Regions from separate parts of the Canis lupus genome. Here region 1 is linked to region 2. The links are chromatin contacts, called in public Hi-C maps. All regions are on one chromosome and are shown on one strand. The core of a region is the stretch at or near the end of the contact, and the rest is flanking DNA. Distances in the headings are between cores, read along the strand shown.

Region 1 (3,483 bases), core at 429-2,928, 70 kb before region 2:
CGATTCTGAGCCTGTGGTCCCTGATGGTTTTGGGGGAGTCATGGCCAGGAGGGGCTCAGAGGCAGCACAAAGGTGTTATGAAGCCTCTTGAGGACACCAACGATAGCTGTTTCTCTCCTTCTGTCCCTTCCTCCTCTCCCACCTCCCCAGCTCAGAAACCCGAACTCGGAGGGCCTAATGAGCCCAGCAGTTTCGCTGCATGCTGCAGTGATTAACACACTAGAAAGAAGTGATGTTTCCCTTTGTATGATGGAGATGCCAGGCTGTTTTGAAAGGCAGACTGTGTTCGTGCACATTCAGATTTCACGGTGAGAACGGAGTTTAATTTGGCTCAGCCATTACCCAGGTGTGTGATCTTAAACAAGCTGCACACCTTCTGTGAGCCTTAATTTCTTTGAATAACATTAGCAGGTTGGATGAGATGATCTCCCAGTTCAAATTTATGATTTAGAGTTTAAACCTTTGGCTTCTTTAGCCTTATTTCTCTATCGCCACCTACTGGCAAAAACCTGTCCTTTCCCTACAGGAACAACAACAAATGACCCCCCCCCCCCACCCCAAAACCCTGGAGGGCTGGTGGTGTCTCAGTTTTCACCTGAAGCTTTCAGTCCCCTCAAAGGCTGCAGAGAATCAGAATGCCCAACGTATTTCAGCAGGGGTCTCCACGCCCTCACATCCTGTCCTGCGAGCTGGTCCTTCTGTTGGTGCCGCTTCTATTTATTTGGGACAAGTATGAACCAAATCATTTTTCTCCAAAAGCTGAGGGCTGACAAATATTTGGACAGCTGAGGCTTGGTGTTTTTGGACTTGGTAGTAACGGCACGTAAGTTTGTGAGAACACTTACATTCTGGTGTCAGGAGGAACCAGGTGATGTGAGGATAAAAGGCGTGAGAAGGCCCATCCGGTGCCTACAGAAACCCAGCCAGGAGCTGGGGGGCACTCGCCACCTTCTCCGACCTTTAGTTTTCTCCTGTGTAAAGCTGAGGTCATCAGCACTTATCCTGCCCTGCCTCCCATGGAGGGAAAAGTGTAAGGTAGTCTTACAACACAGGGACTTATTTTTGTGGCAGTCCTCTCTTGGTCATCTCGTTGATACTATCAGTGTCTAAGAGGTGCCGGCTCTGAAGGATTCCCGTGGTAAGAACGTAGAACCATTAACAGGGAGAGCGTGCTTAGTGTCAGGCAATGACCAAGCACTTTGCAAGGTTAAGTCACAATAACCCTGTGAGTCAGGTTAGAACTATGACCCCCATTTTAGAGGTGAGGAAACATGCACAGGGAGAGATGGAGCTGAATTGGAAGGCTGGGATCTGGAGCCCGTGATTAACCACCACCTGTTTGTCACACAGGAGTGAGGGCCACTTTAGCATGTCAGGGTACTGGGGTAGGCCCTGAAGAGAAACCACAACTCAGACTAAAGGAGAGGGCCCAAAATCCCTGCTTTGAGACCCTGAAGGTGACCTTTGCACTGATTACAGCTTCTGTTCCCTGCACATCTGGAAGCCACCAGCCCGGGACCCAAGCGGGAGCCGCAACACATGGCCCTTAGGCCTCTAAAGTTTTATGGGGCAGAAGCACAGGTGGCCCTTCAGCCCCCTGGTTCTCCCTGCCCCCACCTGGAGATTCCCCTGGAGTGGGGGTGTGAGGAGGTGGCAGTCTGAGAAGCAGCAGGCTTCTGGAGCTGGGGTACCTCCACACCTCTGGCCCTTCAGCCTGGCTTCCTGCCCTGGGCCACACGTTTCCTTTGGACAACTCTCTCTTGCTATAGTGGAACGGCGGGTGCTCAGAGAGCAGCTGGCTGTGCCAAAGGCGTCACCGTGCCCACGGCCTATTGCACAGGGGCTATCAGAGAGGGCTGAGGATAGGCCGCGGGTTCTGGGCGTGAGCTGTCATCCCTGAGAAGCATCCGTGGTCCTGGGTTTACACACAGGTTACCCTCCAAGCTCAGTGGGGGATACTGGTTTGGGACCTGGCAGTCTTTTCTCATGTAAACATTAACTCCATGGTTCGCTTTCCAGGCTAGTGAAGCTTATTTGATCAAATACGGTAGCATGAAGCAGAATGGTTCGGAGGAAAAGTCACTGCATTCTAACTGAAGCCATCGGGAGCACCCTTCCCTCCCCTGGGGAATATAGCAGGGGCAGCCATGCTAGCAAGGTGGCCTCTGTCCCCGCCCAGAGGGCTTGGAGGAGGGGGTAGGATCTGGCAGTGGGGGCTAGAGGGGGCAGTGGCCTTGCCGATGACTGCAGAAGACCAGAATATGGGAACTTCTACCCGTAGAGGCACAATTCTAGGATCTGAAAATATCCAGTTCATCTTTGTAGTTCTAACCCACAGCACAGTGCCTGACATACAGCATGCTCAGTAAATATACATATTTCAAATTGTAGAACAGTTCCTCTGCAGTGGGGGTGGTGGCTTAAATTGGAGGTGTGTGAGGTTACATCTGTGGGCAGAAGGCACAGCAGGAAGGGTAGCAGGAATCATTCGTTGGTTTTAAGTCTGGTGTCCTGCGGAGCAGAGGATGAAGTGTTGAGGTCAATGACTACCTCATTAGGTCCATATATAGCTGCTTGTATCTGTTAATTGGTTGCCCTAAACACAGATGAGGTATTTAGTGGGGCTCATGAGATTTGGTCCAATGAGGTGTATTTTTATCAGTGATAAGAATAGAAGCAAGCGGCATGTTAATCAATTTTGTGGATGACAGAAAAGTTGGAAGGGTAGTTAATACACTAAATGACAGAATTAAGATTCATGGAGATTGCAAGAGATGAAACTAATGGAGAATTTCATAGTGATAAGTGTGATGTTCTAAGTTGGGTTCAAAAACTCAACTGCACAAAAGTGGGATTGGTGTGACCCACTTCTCTAGAAGTGCAAGAGAAAAAAGTCCTGGTGACTTGAGTCATCGCCAGTTCAGGAGGAGATGAACTGATGGGTTGACAGGACATCTCCCAAATGCAACTTGGGTTGTTTTAGTGGAGGCAGGTTAGGCTGAGAGAGGCAGTTCCCTGGCACACAGCCCCTGTGGCATCATGACCTGCTCTGCCTTATTCTGAGTCATGAAAGGACTGTAGTGTAGCTAACTGGGTGTACCACCAGTCACAGAAGGACCTGTGGGAGGAACTGGAGACATTTATCCTAGAAAAGATGAGCCCTAAAGGTGGACATGAAAGCTTCTTTCGTATATTTGAAAGGCTCTCAAATTCATGCTCTTAAAAATAATCGAAGACTCCAAAGGGCTGTTGTTTGTGGGGGTCATATCTATTGTTTTTAATCATGTTAGAAATTGAAATAATGCATTCTTTCATTTGAAAAAAATATTAACTATTTTCCCATTTAAAAATAGAGCTATTGTGTTTTAACATACTTTCTATGGAAATAGCTGTTATTTAAAAACAATTTGGTAAGAAGGGTAACAATTTTCTTCAATGTCTGGCATAATAAAAGACTGCCCAAATCTGATATCTGTTCATCAT
Region 2 (3,307 bases), core at 236-2,735:
AGCTTAGTCTGGGAAACTAGCACATTGCAATTAAAAATGCAGCCCTTTAGTCTTGCAATTCTCTGTCAAAAGCCCTTTCACAAAAGAGGGTATTTTAATTCAAAAAATAAAAGACAGACACTTCCAGCTTTCTTTACCGGAGGAGGCATAGCTACCATTTGCAGCTAACACATATAACGAGAAAATACACAAACAAATAGCGTCTGATCTTGCTTTGCTATGGGGTGTTTTCATCTTTCAAGAGACGAGGGAAAAACAACCTCAGAACTTTACCACCAAAACTTCCAAATTTATTGCAACACAACGTAATGGCAAAATGCTATTTTCTTAGCGCTCACATTTTTGAATAACCACCATGGCCAAGAATGCCTGGTTTTATTTTTACAATAAACCCAAAGAAAATCTGGAATTCTACTCTCAATCTGGGGATGGCAAAGATGCCTGGGTTTTTTGGAGCAAACCATTGAGGCTAACTGTTCAATCTTATCCTCTCTGTTTAACCTGTGCTTGAGGCATTTATTTCATGTTTATACTGGTTTGACACAAATCATGCTTAAAAGAGATTTCGTACCCGGTTTCCCTGTGCAAAGTTGAGCTACAATAGTAGACTTAACAATGCCAACCCTTTCTGGGGCTTATCAGTTAAAGAAGCATTCAGCCTAAGAAAATACTTCTAGTGGAAACAAGATACAGAATTGTACATCTAGCCACATTCCACTGAGATCTGTCTGAGAGAAGTTTAGATCCACGCTAAATAATTTCTCTTCATTTAGCATCAATGAATCCCTTTCTTGCACTGCTTTTCATCCATTGTTGGAAGCAATTTGTTACATTGCTATCATATTCCATAGAGGAAGCAAGGTATAAAAACGGGCAGCAGAATAAAGAGACTTAGGTCATACTTTTCAACTTATTTTAACCATCATTAAATTGGTTTAAAAATATGTTCAAAAATTTTATTCTGATCTTATCTCAGCACAATTTAGTTATAGTTGATATACATAATATTAGTCATTTACAAGGATGTCAATTACCCCCACTCCCCTCCCAATTCTCCTAAGACTAAAGTTTGTACAGACTGATGACTTGGTCAAGGTATACATTGTAGTTTCTTAAAGATAAATACACTTTAAAGTTTTTATAATAAGGAATGGAAAGCAAACTATCTACATAGCTTAGTAATTCATCAGACATACCTTGTTTGAAGAAAGCAATTTTTTTTCAAAAATTTTCCACCACACAGAATGGATAGCCTTTTTTCCTTAAGCTTTTCTGCATCACAAATTCCATCCAAATTATTCTAAAGAAGAAACAAGGAGAGGTCCAAGCAACTTTTCTCTTTTCTCAGAGGAGCTAATCAAACATTCCCATCAACCTCTCAGCACTTTGAAAAGCACATTTAGCCACACACACACACACACACATGCACATGCTCACACACACACACACTCTCACACACTGCTTCTCACACTGGTTTTAGTGCTGAATTAGGCGGTCCTCTTTCAAATTTCCACTCCCACTTGCTTTTCTTTGGGGTAAGGATTTCTAAATATTCGTTTCTAGCCTAAAGCACACATTTTCAGTAAGCAAATTCTATAATTAGAAATTCTAAAAAGCAGAAGAGACGTGCCTAGAAAAAATGGGAAATAAAAAGTAGGCTTTAAAAAGGACTTAAGGGCAATTAAATTTTCTCTTTCTTTTTCAAATGCTAGTGAGCAGCTGATTAAACTGCATAAGGAAAGAACACTGTGCCAATACCACCAAACTGGTCCTACTGGACTCTCAGTCTTGGAGTTGAAAACACTTTTCCTACATAGTAATGTTATTTATTTATTTTTTTCTTTGTTTAGCTTGCTTAGGTCCTTTCTGCATTTTGGCAAGCTTAATGAAATGACTGTAGCCCATGCTGCTAGTAACGGGACACAAGATAAGAATAGTGGAAGGCAAAACCTGACTCATGTTTCAAAAAACTGATGGTGGCGAGCTTACATCATAAGTGAAATCTGCCGATTTTAGTTATTATTGGTATCACCGATTAAACTGAAGGGATTCAGATGCAAAACATATATCAGCATATCACACCATTAAAACACACACACACACACACACACACACAGAAATGCACATCTGGCACTCCTGGAGATTCAAATGTGTATCACCCTAACAGAGCATCTTCTCTCCAGCAGGGCGGGAGGTAGCACAGAGCCATTCCTCCTCCTGCTGGGGAATATGCACTCACGCAGCCCCAGAGGAGAATCCTCCCTCCCAGCAGCCCTACCTGTGGGCTCTGAGATAGTTCCTTATTTAAGATTAAGGTTGGAGGGATCCCTGGGTGGCGCAGCGGTTTGGCGCCTGCCTTTGGCCCAGGGCGCGATCCTGGAGACCCGGGATCGAATCCCACGTCGGGCTCCTGGTGCATGGAGCCTGCTTCTCCCTCTGCCTATGTCTCCGCCTCTCTCTCTCTCTGTGTGTGTGACTATCATAAATAAATAAATTTAAAAAAAAAAAAAAAAAAAATTAAAAAAAAAAAAAAAACTTTTAAAAAAAAGATTAAGGTTGGAATGCTATTTAGCTTTTTTCCCCTCCATTTGGTTCTGCCTTTAAATTATTTCTTAATCCTATTTCTTCCTCCAAAAAACCCTGGGCCTAAGACCATTGGCAGTTAAGAATGGTGCTGCCACACATGGAGGATGTCTGGCTTCTACCATCAGGGAGTCAGGGAAGGTTCAGATGAAATGGCAGCCCAAAGAGAATTAACGATGATAATAATAATTGCCTTTTTTTTTTAATCAAATGCTTGCTTTTGCTAGGAATGGTGATAGTCCTCTACATTTATCACCTCATTTAACACTTAGAAGAACCTGGAAAGGCCAGTACTATTACTCCATTCCTCAGATAAGAGACCTGAGGCTCAAAGAGATAGTAACTTTTCCAGGGTCACCCAGACAGAAAGGTAACAACTGGCATTCAAATTCAAGGCTGTCTGATTCAGAGGCAACTTGCTGTATTAGCTTCCATATTAGTCTGGAGCTTCTTTTCTTTTGTTAATTTATTTTCTTATGTTGAATAAGGCAGAAATCAAATGCAAATGTATTGAAAAGCATACGAAGAGATGCTCAAAGACAAGTACAAATTAAAAACAATGATGTTTGCCATGATGAAAAATTCTGGAACTACTAATTACCCCTCATACATGGGGAATGTGTTCCAAGACCCCTAGTAGACACCTGAAACTGATGATAGTACTGAATCTTAATACATACTATGTTTTTTTCCTATATCTGCGTACCTATGATAAATTTTAACT

What was found. A called contact is a pair of places that touch in the nucleus more often than the background predicts.
Region 1: a Hi-C map of amygdala shows a contact between it and region 2, with 1.9 times the contacts expected there. The contact joins the enhancer-like site here to the promoter of VIT in region 2. A contact is called at or near these places in 2 of 9 Hi-C or Micro-C datasets (amygdala and skin fibroblasts).

The regions. Positions count from the first base shown.
Region 1 is chr17:29,369,751-29,373,233 of UU_Cfam_GSD_1.0, reverse strand. The region is part of intron 8 of VIT (vitrin); the gene reads right to left. Among named protein-coding and RNA genes, the nearest start is that of VIT, 70 kb to the right of the region's middle. Within about 2 kb of position 1,678, at least 3 of the 20 cell types and tissues checked have an H3K27ac peak or open chromatin away from gene starts, as enhancers often do.
Region 2 is chr17:29,300,155-29,303,461 of UU_Cfam_GSD_1.0, reverse strand. It overlaps VIT (vitrin), which reads right to left and starts at 1,485. Exons shown (of 16, transcript XM_038561262.1): 1 at 1,197-1,485.